Regions from separate parts of the Sus scrofa genome. Here all the other regions are linked to region 1. A link is a contact called in public HiChIP or PLAC-seq data. All regions are on one chromosome and are shown on one strand. Each heading gives the region's core, a stretch centred on a gene start, on an enhancer-like site or on the middle of the called end of the contact. The rest is flanking DNA. Distances are from core to core; before and after follow the strand shown. Region 1 overlaps FAM81A (protein FAM81A). Region 2 overlaps MYO1E (unconventional myosin-Ie). Region 3 overlaps MYO1E (unconventional myosin-Ie).

Region 1 (4,369 bases), core at 1,679-4,178:
CAGGAGGCTAGGAGAGATTCTTTTGTTTGTGGTAAAACGACTTGAGTTCAGCACATTAATTTTATAACTCTTTTGGAGTGAGCAGGGGAGGATGCCTGAGCTCTCCCAGAGATAATTAAAAACGGGGAGAAAAGAAATCTGAAATAAACAAGAAAACAAGCTGAAGGCACCAGGGTTTCTGAATAACATCTTCCCTGTTAAACAATTTTAAGAATTCCATAATGCGAAAGCAACCCCACACATTCTCTCCCACATACACACGCTAGTTATTTAAGCCCCACTCGGCTGAGCAGCAGAATCCCTTGCCTTCACTTCTGTAGCTACTTTGTCCAGAGATGTCATCTGCACAAGAGTATCCTTAGGAGGGACAAAAGCTGACCAGCAGCCAGCATGTGCAGGCATACTTCTTGGGGGGCTATTTGTCCTTCGGGTGACCTCAACAACTCACATCCCTCAAATCTGACTGTGACCTGAAATACCAAAGTTGCCTGTTAACAGAGGCTGACAAATTCAGGCCTTCTGATATTTATCGAGCAGCGTGACCCTCGGGACTTACTTGCTGTCGCAGAAAGGTCATCAAATAAATAGTTTTATTATCACTAACAACTATATTTTTATAATACCAAGAGCGCCTGGGCCAGGAGGGGGTGGGGGCGGGGAATTTGACAGAAGCCCACGGAGGAGGACAGAGCCATTGTTTCATCCTTTCTCAGTGACTTAGAAAACCTAGGGCACATGAAACCACATCCAAGAAGGCACAAAATAAAATCAATCTACGGAGAGGGAGGAAAAGAGAAGAGTTATGAAGAGAAAGGAACAGGCAGAAAGTGTGTCCTAAGCAAGAGGAGAGTGAGGGGAGCATGGAGGAGGGAGGGAGGAGGGAGGCAGTGCTGAGGGGAGCGGAGGAGAGAGTCAGCCAGACAATGGAGAGGAGAAGAACAGGTGGTTCCAGGGCTCCAAGGGAGGATGTGAGCCTGAGAACTGCTCCTCACACATTTAGCTGCTCATTTGGGGTGTGAAGAAATAGACAGGCCATTTTTAATATGCTATGTTAGGCTTCTCAACGCATTTTTTCTAAATCAAACCTGCCCTTTCTTGGTCTGGACACACATATGCAAAGTTAAGATGTCATGGGTGGAGGCTGGGGGGCATCATTTGTTCCACCCCCAACATGGAAACACCTTCCTGAATTACCTATCGTTTTGCTCACAGGCCCTATTTTGAGCCAACACCCAGCTGACTCTTGGAGTAAAGTGTGGGTCTCACACCCACCATGGAACAGACAACTACGGTCCGGCCTGCACATCTGCTTCATGATTTTAATCAAGTTGTTTGGTCTTGTCAACAAAGAAATATTGAGCCTCTGCAGCTGAATAAGACACAGAGCCAATGCCCAGGAGCTTCAATTCAATAGAACAGACAAGCCACCATGCAAGAGGGAAGAGGCTGGTTCCCGCCCCATGGGATGGTACAAGCCAGGCCCTGCCTCCTCCAGGCAGAAGGCAGGGTGGGTTTGAACTGGGCCAGCAGGCAGAGCATTTGAGAAGCAGGCATTTGAGGAGGGAATTCAAAGGGGTGAGTTAAGTCAATGCAGGCCTGCCTGCACGAGAAAGGCTGGAGGGAGGACAGAGCAGAGGAAGCACTGACCAGTGAAAATCACGGTGTGCAAGGTCCCTGTGGCTAAGCCATGGTAAACAGTCGCTGGGACCACGTGCAAAGGCTGTGAATCCACAACAAGAACAACAAGAGAAATGGAAAGGAAGGGACAAACTGAGAGAGGTGGCACAGGGAGCATCGCCAAGCTTAACAACCAAGTGGATGTAGGAGTGTCAAGAGGAGAAGTCAGAGTAACCCAAGTGAGCAAAAACAGATCACAGAGGGTGATGATGGCAAAGAAATCCATGGCGGATGCACCCAAGGGGACACCAGAGCTCCCCAGGGGTTGCCTCCCTCGTGATGGATCACCTGGATCTGCCCTGAGAAAACTCCAGACAAATGCAGCTTAAAGGGTATTTTACAAAACAACCAGCCTCACCCTTCCTAAGTGTCAGGTCATGAAAGACAAAGACTGAGGAACTGTCCAGAAAAACAGAAGCAATGAGACAACTAATGTAGCGCAAGACCCTAGACTGGATCCTGGACCTGGAAAAGATTTTTTTTTTAAATCGCCCCATCCCCTGCTCTTTTGCTCTAAAGGACATTAGGGCTCTTGTTGACTTTTGAATAAGGTCTGTAGATTAGATAATAGTACAGAATCAATGTTAATTTATTGATCTTGATGCTTGTTATTCAAGAAAATATTCACTGCATTTTTTTATTGATTGTGACGCTTGTAATACAAGAATACACACTGCATTTTTTTTTTTAGGAAATATACACTGACATATTTGAGGGGGAAGTAAAGGGGCATCATGTCTAGAACTTACTCTGAAGTTTCAAGAAAAATGACAACATATGTATGTGCAAATGCATGCATATGTGCATGCACGTGTGGAGAGAGAGAGAACGCATGAGAAGGAAAAAGCAAGTGTGGTAAATGGTTATTATTTATAGAATTTGGATGAAAGGTACATAGAAACTATTTAAATTATTCTCGCAACTTTTCTGGGAATCTAAATTATTTCAAAATAATAAGTCAAACAGGGAAGGAAGATTAAGGAAGCTAGAATGAAGTGCTGTTTAGAGACAAAATAGCCGGGCCTCTGGGTAGCAAATTCTGAATGGAATGCAGATGGCAGGGCTGGTAATGGAGGTCTGAAGGCGTGGAGGGTGCTGAGCAAAACCTGGTTAAAAGTGGGGATGCAGGCAGATTGCCAGAGTTCCTCTCTCAGCTCTGCTCCTTAACAACCAGCAGTAATAACAATTACGAAGTTCTCATTTCCCTCTGCTCCACTTGCTTCACTACATAACAGGAATGATGAGGCTATCTGCCTCAGAGAGATGGAGCGAGGATTGAAGGCCATGGTGCAAGGGACCCACAGCGACCAGTGAGGTACAGGGTAACTGGCCATTAGCCACTGCTGTGGGCTCAGAGGTGGGGGTGATGCTGGCAGAAGGGAGCAGGCCAGGAATGAATGAGGAAAAGGCCCAGGACAGGATCCCGAAGAATCCCACGTTCAGATGTTAGGAGGAAAAGGGAACAAATGAGGTCTGAACTGTCCCTGGAAAGCCAGTGACATGGAGACAAGGAAAGAGAGAGGCAGGGGAGGAGAGTGACCACCAGTAGCAGACGCAGGGCAAAGATCAAGGAGGAGGGAGACAGAAGAAAGGCCTGAGCCCTGCATCCTGGACAGCACTGCTGCAGCCCGAGGAAATGGCAGTTTCAACAAAAAAGGGGGCAGTGACGCCAGAAGTGGGAAAGCTGAGGACAACTCAACAGGGGAGCAGGGAACAGAACTGTGATGCCCAATCCTATAGCCATCAGCCCCAGGGGACTATTTCAATTGAATTGAATTAATCTATAATTAACAACAATGAGGGATGTACCTGCTCATCACTGAGCCGGCCACATTTCACCTGCTCAGTACTCACAGCTGACTCCTGGTGACCAGATGGCTACTTGGGACAATGTGGCTAGCGAACACGGTATGGGACAGCACAAATACAAAATATTTCCATCACTGCAGAAAGTTCTCTTGGACAGGGCTGGGACTCAAGCTCAATTTCTTTCCTGAGAAGGATGACTTGAATATAAGGTGGAGTAAAGGCTGGGGCAGAGTCAGGAGGGACCAAAGAAATGAGAGAAAGGGGGTAACAAATGGAGCAGGTTCCCGAAGGAGGGGAACATCCAGAAAAGACAGAAGGAGGAGTGAATGTGAGTTAATCCTGGGTAAGGGACTAATAGATATTTCCTCAGAGGAAGGGAAGAAAGGACAAAGATGGGTAAAGAAGATTGCCAGGGGTGATAAGGAAGATACAGTGGGAGCTTTTATTAGAGGGCAGTAAGCTCCCAGTTAGATATCCTTAATCTTGTGGGTGCAAAAAGGCTATCTCCAGAAAAGAAACTGACTAGAAGCTGAAGGAACAGAAAAGTCTGGCATAACCTCTAAAGGAATGCAGCTGGGAGTTAATAAAAGATGAATTTTTTTTTTCCATAGAAAAGTAAGACCGAGATGAAATTGGAACTAAAATAAATTTGCAATGGAACCAGTGCAAAGGTCTTTGTGATAACTTGGCAGATGTCTTGGCAGACTGGGAGAAGGAAAAGCAGATGATGAGGGTGATTCTGGATTGAGGACTGGAATATGAGAAGTCCAACACGTTAGGACAAAGGATTCCGGGATTCTGGACAAAAGTGAAATGGCTGGAATGTATATACTCCAAGAAGGGAAATGGAGCCATAAAGGGATTGGAACAGCCAGTGAGGGAC
Region 2 (4,384 bases), core at 1,002-3,501, 130 kb after region 1:
ACGCTTGGCTGGGAAATACCATATATTCAGGAAAGGAGCGATTATATTCCTGGTGTTTTACTGGGAGAGGGCCTGCGTGGCTGGTTCAGTATATCAAGCAGCTTTTGAACAATGACTTTGTGCCAGTCATGGGTGTGACAGATCGTGCCACATTCTTATGAGCTCTGTTGAGGGCCCAATTAAAGGAGATATTTGTGCCTCAGTGCCAGTACTGGAAGACACAATCCAGCCGTGGTTTACACTGCTTACTGCAAGGGGAAACCTAGAAGACAGTGTAGCCTCTCGGTTTTATATTCCAGACAATGGATTTCATCAAGTTGGCAACTGATTCTACCAGTCTGATTTAGACGTGATTGGAGAATGAAATTGAAGACTTTGTTTGCAGCCTGGAGCTTACCTGTTAAGCTGGATGGTTTCTCGAAAAACCAACCAGAGGGTCACGTTTTCTTTTATGTACATAAGGGAATCAGTTAATAACAGTAGAAAGCTTGGAGTGATGCCGAGGAGTGTTCCCTTTCTCCACTCTGGAGATGCCCTGGGCGAGCAGGTTAAAGGCTCAGGTGCCCTGGCCACGCTGTTATTCGCTTTTGGACAGAAGTGGGCATGTCCCGACCAATCCTTAGCTTTCAACACTGTCTTTATATTTTGAATTGGCAAGAGTCTTTTATTTGCCTTCAATGCCTTATCTTTACATATGTGTAGACCTTGTCTATTCCATGTATCATGCGCTTTATACCTCATTGTTCAGTGTAAATTTAGTAAAACAGTCTCAGAGGAGCACCAAGCACTGTGCTAGGTGGACTCTGGGAATATGGAGAAAGGGGACAGAGTTCCCTGTCCACGTGGTACTCATTTAGAGTAGAATTGAGTCAGAGAAAAGTTGTATTTATTATAGCTCATTAATGTCAAGACAGCGTATCAAGTTCTCTTGTGGCGCAGCAAGTTAAGGATCCAGTGTTGTCAGAGCAACTTGGGTTGCTGCTGTGGAGCATGTTCAATCCCTGGTCTGGGAACTTCCACGTGCAGCGGGCATAGCCAAAAAAAAAGAAAAAAGAAAAAAGAAAAGGACAGCCTATCAGATCAGTCTTTGAGATGAGCCCCAGGTTTAGCACGTTTCTCTTCATGGCCCTTTGAGTTTGGTTGTGACATTCTTTTCATGGATGAGGTAAGTGAGACCAGGTGGCCTTCAGTGGCTGCTGAGGTCACCCTGCTAAGTGCTGGCCTTTTCCTCCCGTCACTCTTGCCTGCTCAGCATGCTTTCACAGCACGCTGCTGTGTCAAGGTGCCAGATGAATGTCTCTGTTGATTGTATAGAAATTAAATTCAGGGTCAACTCTTCTCTCATCATCTTGGAAAGTGCCTTAGTTATCTAGACACATCTCCTAAATCTTAGTTCACTTCCCTAGCCAACTCATCTCTTCATTGGCATGACGGTTTCTGTTAAGTTCAAGGTGTACTGTTCCTAACCTGTTCGTGCTTTACCTTTCCTCATAGCAGATGCTCATCCTGCCCAGGACTTGCCTGGGGACTGAGCCAGATCCTATCCCTGTTACATCAGTGGAAGCTTTACATCAGGGGCACTGGACATGTTCACCCATTTTTAGGTATTCTTTGCATTTTTTTTTTTTTGAAATAATTTTGAGAAAGAGGGAAGATACATTTTGCAAAGTGTATCATAATTAGTCGGAAGGCATAAATTGAGAGAAATTAAGAAATTGTATCCCCAATTCTCTCCTGATTATTACGAGTTATCACAATAAGTCATTTATGTGGCACCAGTTTACAAAGGACTTCCTGTCTTTTCTCAGTGGTCCCCTACAAACAACCGCAAGAGGCTGGGGCCACCCAGCCAGTGAGTGGCAGGAGAGGAAATATCAGTCTGTTCTTCAGGCTCCCAGTCCTCGGCTTTTGCTCTCTGCCAGGTCATGGCAGAGTATGGACTTAGTGATAATAAACTTGGCTCAAGTGCTAAGAAGGGTTGTTACTCACTTACTCCTCCCAGCATCCAAGAGAGTCTTCTCTATTATAAGTGATAGCCTCCAGCATTTAGCCCTGAAGATGGGTGCTGGGGGTCCTAAGTCTTTTCACCAAATTCCAGGCTCCTGTTAAGTCCCTGAGGTGCAGGAAAAGTGCATCACAAATGAAGGGTGGCTTTAAGGGTAATTTTAACCCTTTTGCAATAGATTAGGGTAAGATTTCCTCAGAACCAGAGCACTTCAGAGGAAAGAGAAGGAAACTCTAGTGACTGCCAAGTTGTCATAATAAAAATGTGGAACTTATCCATTTTTAAGTGCTCAGATGTAAACATACACAGTAATTTGGAGTCCAGATTTTCCTCCAAAGAGAAGGCTTCCTGGGTTGTTGTGTGTATGAACTAATGTAGGTTCTTAATGAAGGAGACATTTTAAACAAATCCTGAGGGTTTATATGCTGTCACTGCTCAAATGTAAAAAGAAAAAAGAAAAAGTGGTATAAAATAAACCCTCTCAAAGAGTGTTTCTATTACTCTTGTTACGGCGATTATGATTTGGTCATTTGGATATTCTCTTAGAGCTAGGCTATGAGCCTTCAACAAAAACCTGCCTAGTGAGTTCCCTGGTGGCTCTGTGACCCGGCGTTGTCACTGATGTCGCTCAGGTTGCTGCTGTGATGTGATCCCTGGCCCAGGAACCTTTACATGCTGGGGGCATGACCAAAAAAAGGAAAGCCTGCCCAAATTCTTCATAACCACACCTCCACCCCAGATGGGCATTTTTGGAGTTTCCTTTTAAATTAGAACCCTGGAAGGTTTATAGCTAGAAGGCCTTCACAGGATTGCAGATCTATGTGCTAGCTTATTGTCTTCAGCAAGCTTCAACTTCCTTTTACATCATGTGTCCCACTTCCAGATTTTCAAAACAGTGACCTCATCAGGGGTAGCTGCACTTCCTCCTGTGATTAAGTCTGAGAAGGGGTGGGTGGGAAGGGTGGGTGGTTGAGAGTAATGTGGGGACTGTTACATGGTTTCACCCATTGGTAGCGTCTTTAGCTGGTAAAGACTTAGGAAATGTGGGGTGGCCTTCGGCATGGGCAGGCCTGCCAGAACCCTGGGAACAGGAAAACCCAGTCCACCCTCAGCCTTTCTCCAAGGACTGGTCTTGCCAGACCTACTGGTTGGGAAGAGCTGCCCTCGATTATCTAGGAGAGATTCAAGGGGAGCCAAAGCCCAGGCAGTTAACACTTAGTGCTTTTCCTGCTGATAAATTATGGAGTAGCCAGTTGGTCTGTGGGAAACAGTTGCGCAAATGCCTTTTCAGCTTCTCAGTGGCAACAGGATCTGTGTGACAGACCTCTTACATTACGTCAAAGATTTAGGAATTCCAGTTAGGGTCTTTATTTATTTATTTATTTATTTATTTATTTATTTATTTATTCTCATTTTAGGGCCACACCTGCAGCGTATGGAGGTTCCCAGGCTAGGGGTCGAATCAGAGCTATAGCCCCTGATCAGAGCTATAGCCCCTGGCCTAGCGGCAGCCACAGACATACCAGATCCAATCCACGTCTGCCACCTGCACCACAGCTCATAACAATGCCGGATCCTCAACCCATTGAGCAATGCCAGGGATCAAACCTGCATCCTCATGAATGCTAGTCGGATTTCTGCTGAGCCACGACAGGAACTCTTCCAGTTAGAATCTCTAAAACCTCATGGCTGGTTTACCTCACACCAAATTGCTGAGTCTTAAAGCTGGGCATTGAGGTTTTTTTTTTTTTTTTGGTTTTTTGTTTGTTTGTTTGTTTTTTTAGCAATGTTTGAGGTGTTAAGGAACAGTTTTTAGAGAAAATCTAGTCAACTTAATTTAAATGGAATAAATGGTGATTAGAGCAGATCATTGGCAGAGCTTGGGTTAGTGTTTCTTTTTTTCCAATAAGAGGCCTTCACATATTTATTACTGAGGCAAAGCGCCATGCAGAAACACTAACACAAAGAGAATCCATTTCCTGATATATCCAGCTGTGGCTGTGCTATTTTCAGTGTGATATGGTAAGATGCAAGTGACCGCCACACAACAGAATTATGTGTGCCACCTCACGCGCAGAGCCTCCTTATAGACCCAGCTAGTTCTTCTCCAATGTCTTCAAGTTGTACCTGGATTTTATTACCAGTTTGCCTTCGAATCCATTGGGGGATGGGACAATTCTGCTTTTGCTTCTTGGCCAGGAATCGCTTGATCCTGCAAGTCTTGTGAGAAGACATGGAGAGGAGCTAATTCAACTGCACATAGGATGGCGGAGAAGAGAAGAGAGCTTGGGCTGGTGTTTCTAAAACGAAATTAACTACAGAGTTCTTGGTTGAGAATTCCTTTGTCCACAAAGATCAATGATTTGTGTGGCTTCTCAG
Region 3 (4,859 bases), core at 915-3,414, 200 kb after region 1:
GATGGTGGAAAGATCTCCAACTTCCTTCTGGAAAAATCTAGGGTGGTGATGAGGAACCCCGGAGAGCGGAATTTTCACATATTTTACCAGGTTTTCCTTTATGTTATTTTTTTCCTACTTCCTGATTCCTTCTCCACATTTAAAATTTTCTTCTCCTGGTCCTTAGGTTTAGACAGGCTAGCCTGGCAAGCCCAGGAGTCCTTATTACTGTAGGATGTGTAAGTCAGTGTGCAGAGGAATCGCAAGAATGCCCTTACCTGCAAGGAGAGTGAGTTCCAGTTGCGGTGAGAAGGCAAAAATTTCTCTGAAGTGAAATAATCAAGGACGTGTTGACACACTTTAGAACAAAAGTTGGGATGTTTGATGCTTTGCCAAATAGGAGTCCTTGCAGGGAGACTTTGCGGGTGGTGAGAGAGATTACGGAGACACGGGATAGCATGGTGGGAAGGTGGGCTCTGGCAAGTCAGGTGGCCTGAACCAAGCAGGGATAGCAGGGCAGGGAGGGGGCAGGCTAATCTGTGAGCTAGGCCCCAGCAGGTGTGCAAGGGCAGAGGTCTCAAAAAGGACAAAAAGACTTGAAATAGACTTGGAATCTTTAATACCAGGTCAAGAAGTTTCTGCTTATACTCTCAGAAGCCATGGAGAGTTTGGGGCTGAAGCACTGTGTAGAATGCTTTTAAATTATAGTTGGTCCACGCTGCTTCAGCAGTCATCTGATTTGACCTTTTTTTTTTTTTTTTTTTTTTAATGTCTTAAACTAGTTTTACTGATAAAAACAAGTTTTTTGGTTTTTTGTTTGTTTGTTTGTTTTTTGTCTTTTTGTCTTTTTAGGGCCATACCTGCAGCATATGGAGGTTCCCAGGCTAGGGGTCGAATTGCAGCTGTAGCTGCCAGCCTACACCACAGTCGCAGCAACGTGGGATCCGAGCCACGTCTGTGACCTACACCACAGCTCACTGCACCACCAGATTCTTAACCCGATGAGTAAGGCCAGGGATCAAACCCACGTCCTCATGAATGCTAGTCGGGTTCGTTAACCACTGAGCCACAACGGGAACTCCCCATAAAAAGTTTTTTAATGTTTGCATTTATGTGTGAGTACTTCCTATATTGGGACTCCGCTTTAGATTCTCTTTGATGAAAAGCCTACAGCTGTTTTTTTTCTTTTATTTATGTTTTGTTGTGGTTTGAAGATCATTGGATTTGAAGGAAGTTAAGCTGCGTTGGTCGCTCACATTCAGTCTTTTCAATTACCTAGATGTATTAGGTGATGGCCAGGATTCTTCTGGTTAGCATCTGTTGGTTGAAAGTATACATACAGGACCAAAACTTTCTGTGAATGCAGTTATGCTTTTAATTGTATTAATCAAAGCAGCATAAAGAGGTATTGGAAAAGTAATTTTGTGTATCAGACACGAGCATAAGACAGAAGTTCATAATGATTTCTGGGGCATCCAGCTCCTCCAGAATCCTCTGCCCACAGTTTGGAATCCCCCAGACTAGAGACTGGGGAAGTGATGAGCTCAGGGGAAGCTGGAGTTCATGATTCTGCATAAAAGTAACAGTGAAAGCTGTGAAATGAAACTCCCGAGTGAGTGTGGAGAGAAAATCCATTCCCATTCAGGACTTGGGGATCTGGGGACTGTCTGTAGGATGAGGACATTGAGCCAGGGAAGTAGTCAAAGGAGGAAAACCAAGATCCTGCAGAGTTTCCCCAAGCCAGGGGACGCTCACTGGGAGGGGATTGAGGGGCACGATCAAATGCCCAAAGCTCTTAGGGGGCAAAGGATGGGACAGGGGCCTGGGGACCAAGAAAGCCCTGCTGGCTTTAGCCATTGGACAGTGGCCATCAGATTGGTGAGAGGAGAGTGAAGCCAGATGAGCTAGTAGGTTCTGCAGCTTGAAGAATTTCAGTCAAGGAAAAGCTTCTAAAGCAGGCACCATGCATTTGTAGACGGGAGAGAATTTGAAAAAGAGGTGTTTGAAGATTCAGGTGAGAGGCGCTGACAGGTGTGGGTGGGGAGAAGACTGAGAAGGAGATGGGGGACATTCTTCCTTAGCACCACCCCCCCAGAAAATCAGAAGAAAAAAGGAAGAGTGTAATGCAAAAAGATTTTAAAGAGACGAGAAAAACTAAGGGAACCTGATGTCATAGGATGACCTAGCACTTCTCAGTAATGGAAAAGAGGTTCCCTGTTTTCAGGATGTGAACCCAAGATGATATGAGTAACTTGACCAAGATGGAGAAGTGTGGATAGTGGAGCCAGGGGTGTGCTGGGGCTGGCATGCATGGGCTGTGTGCCTCTCTTCCTTTGATGATACTTCTTGGTAGTTTGAAATCAAGTCATGGTTGGAGTATTTACACCATGAAAATCAGTGAACACTACAGATCCATTCCCCACCCCCACCCTGCCCCCGCCTCAAGAATCGATTGTTAAACATTTTCCAGCACACCCAAAAAGGGTCTTGCTGAGAACTAAGGCAAAGAGCAGAGATAGAACAGAGAGCCAAGAGACTGGACACCGGTGTGGGGGACCTGAGGCTATTCTTTAATATGTACCCTGCAGTGAGAACTGTGGAGGGTCCAGTTGCACTTTAAAAAGCCATGTGCCAAGGAGTTCTCGTTGTGACTCAGTGGGTTAAAAACCCAACCAGTATCCATGAGGACTCGGGATCAATCCCTGGCCTTGCTCAGTGGGTTAAGGATCCGGCATTGCCACAAGCTGCAGCACAGGTCAAGGGTGTGACTCAGATCTGGCGTTGCTGTGGCTATGGTGTAGGCTTCCATTACAGCTCCAAGTCAACCCCTAGCCCAGGAACTTTCATATGCCTTGGGTGTGGCTCTAAAAAGGAAAAAAAAAAAAAAAAAAAAAAAAAAAAAGCCATGTGCAAGTTGAACAGGAACAAAGTAATTATGATCTGGCTCGCTTTCCACTTTTCTGAGGGATCTCACCAGTGTGGTTGCCTTTATTGGGACAGGGGGAAATTCTCAGCTCTGGTAGGTCTAATCAGAATTAAGAACTAGGGAGTTTCCACTGTGGCACAGTGGAAACAAATCTGACTAGGAACCATGAGGTTTCGGGTTCAATCCCTGGCCTTGCTCAGTGGGTTAAGGATCTGGTGTTGCCATGAGCTGTGGTGTAGGTTGCAGACAAGGCTCGGATCTGACATTTCTGTGGCTGTGGTGTAGGGCGGCAGCTGTAGCTCCAATTAGACCCCTATCCTGGGAACCTCCATGTGCTGCAGGTGCAGCCCTAAAAAGCAAAAAAAAAAAAAAGAGAGAGAGAAAGAGTTAAGAACTAGAATTTGCAGAGATGATTTGGGTTTATTGTATATAGAACAGATATTCTGAAGCCTCTTCGTCTTTTGAAGACAGTGATCCTCTATCAGTTTAGGAAGCTGGGATAGGAAGTCGCATCACTTGGACTCTGGGGGTGACAGTAGCAGGAACCACACTAACTTTGATTGCTTTGTGGGCTGCTCCATGCACATACCACTTGTTCTTGCTCCAGCTCATCGAGGGCGCCTCTGCAGAGCAAAAGCACAGCCTGGGCATCACCAGCATGGACTATTATTACTACCTGAGCCTCTCTGGGTCCTACAAGGTCGATGGCATTGACGACAGGAGGGAGTTTCAGGAAACACTGGTAAGTGATGGCACAGTGCCAGGCAGCATCTGCTCTCCAGACTGGGCGTTGCCCATGGTGGAAAGGGCAGGGGAGGTTCACAAAGCAAAGATTAGCCTGAAATTCCCACCTTGTTCTGCTGGAAGCACTCCAGTTCCTAGAACACGTGTTTAAACACCCTTCAATAGCCATGTGCCAGTTGCTGGAGGACCACGTAATGATTTAAATGGATAAAAATCATCATTACCCAACCCTGCAGGTTCTCTAAGTAACAGGTAAAGAGTGTTGTGGATAATGCGTTTACCATAGCTGTTTGCCAATAGCTCACACAACTGCTGAGCTGCTTCCCTTAGAAAGGCAAGGCAAAAAGTGCTCTTATGATCTTAATCAGATTTAGTAATTTTACAACACGCCCAGTCCTCTCCACCCGCTTTGTCTTCCCTTCCGTAGTGTACGGGTCAGGGGGTGGGCCTCGACTCATTCTTTTCCCGGTGTGTGTATGTTATGGTACAAGATGTGAATCCGGGTGGATTGTTGAGGCTTCATGTCCTTGAGAAAACAACTTACTAAGTCAACCTAGAACTTTCTAGAGATGGGCTGTTCATCCCATTTAGCCTCAAAGAACTGCATCACCACTGCCCTTAGAGTCAGATACTGGCCTGGCTCATCCCTCAGCCCAGATGCAGAGAAAGGTGCAATTTCCTAGGCCAGGAATGGGTGACTAGAGGTGCAAGTTTTAGGGGGAGCTGACATTTGTACTTGAAATGGACCAACCGTGTTGTCGATTCCAGGAAAGAAGATGAGCATCAAGCAGCCACGTGGCCATAAAGGAGCTGGGAGGAAAAATGCAGACAGGCCTGCTTTGGTCCTAGAGTGCAGTTCTCTTAGGATATGGATATCTAAGACTCACCTCCTTTCATTGAATTTGATGGACCTGAGAAACAAACCTTTTCTAATGATGCTTTTATTTGATTTTTGGAGACTTTTAATCAAGATCCATTGGCAAGCAGCAGCCCTCTCCATGAAGAGAAAAATCTCAGAGTTTACTTGGAGTAGCTGGCAAGGGGCATCAGTGCCCTTAAAGATAGAGGTGGCAGCAGGAGGATAACTGAGGGGTGAGAACAGACTTGCTGACTGTATAGCCACCCCTCCCTCTGAGTATATTTCCTCCAGAGCTCTCTAACCCTTATTTATACCTGGAGGGTTACATGTTAAAGACAGAGGAGTCTCTGC

What was found. HiChIP or PLAC-seq counts read pairs in DNA pulled down with a chosen protein or histone mark.
Region 2: an H3K27ac HiChIP or PLAC-seq map of alveolar macrophages shows a contact between it and region 1. The contact joins two enhancer-like sites. A contact is called at or near these places in 2 of 2 datasets of contacts at active chromatin or transcription factors (alveolar macrophages and skeletal muscle).
Region 3: a contact with region 1 is called in an H3K27ac HiChIP or PLAC-seq map of alveolar macrophages. The contact joins two enhancer-like sites. A contact is called at or near these places in 2 of 2 datasets of contacts at active chromatin or transcription factors (alveolar macrophages and skeletal muscle).

The regions. Positions count from the first base shown.
Region 1 is chr1:112,613,928-112,618,296 of Sscrofa11.1, forward strand. All of the region lies in intron 1 of FAM81A (protein FAM81A), which reads right to left. Among named protein-coding and RNA genes, the nearest start is that of MYO1E, 61 kb to the right of the region's middle. Within about 2 kb of position 2,929, at least 1 of the 83 cell types and tissues checked has an H3K27ac peak or open chromatin away from gene starts, as enhancers often do. A contact at or near this core is called in alveolar macrophages, where this site is marked.
Region 2 is chr1:112,744,445-112,748,828 of Sscrofa11.1, forward strand. The region is part of intron 1 of MYO1E (unconventional myosin-Ie); the gene reads left to right. Among named protein-coding and RNA genes, the nearest start is that of FAM81A, 69 kb to the left of the region's middle. Within about 2 kb of position 2,252, at least 8 of the 83 cell types and tissues checked have an H3K27ac peak or open chromatin away from gene starts, as enhancers often do. A contact at or near this core is called in alveolar macrophages, where this site is marked.
Region 3 is chr1:112,812,182-112,817,040 of Sscrofa11.1, forward strand. It overlaps MYO1E (unconventional myosin-Ie), which reads left to right. Exons shown (of 28, transcript XM_003353343.5): 7 at 1-90; 8 at 3,513-3,647. Among named protein-coding and RNA genes, the nearest start is that of CCNB2, 130 kb to the right of the region's middle. Within about 2 kb of position 2,165, at least 5 of the 83 cell types and tissues checked have an H3K27ac peak or open chromatin away from gene starts, as enhancers often do. A contact at or near this core is called in alveolar macrophages, where this site is marked.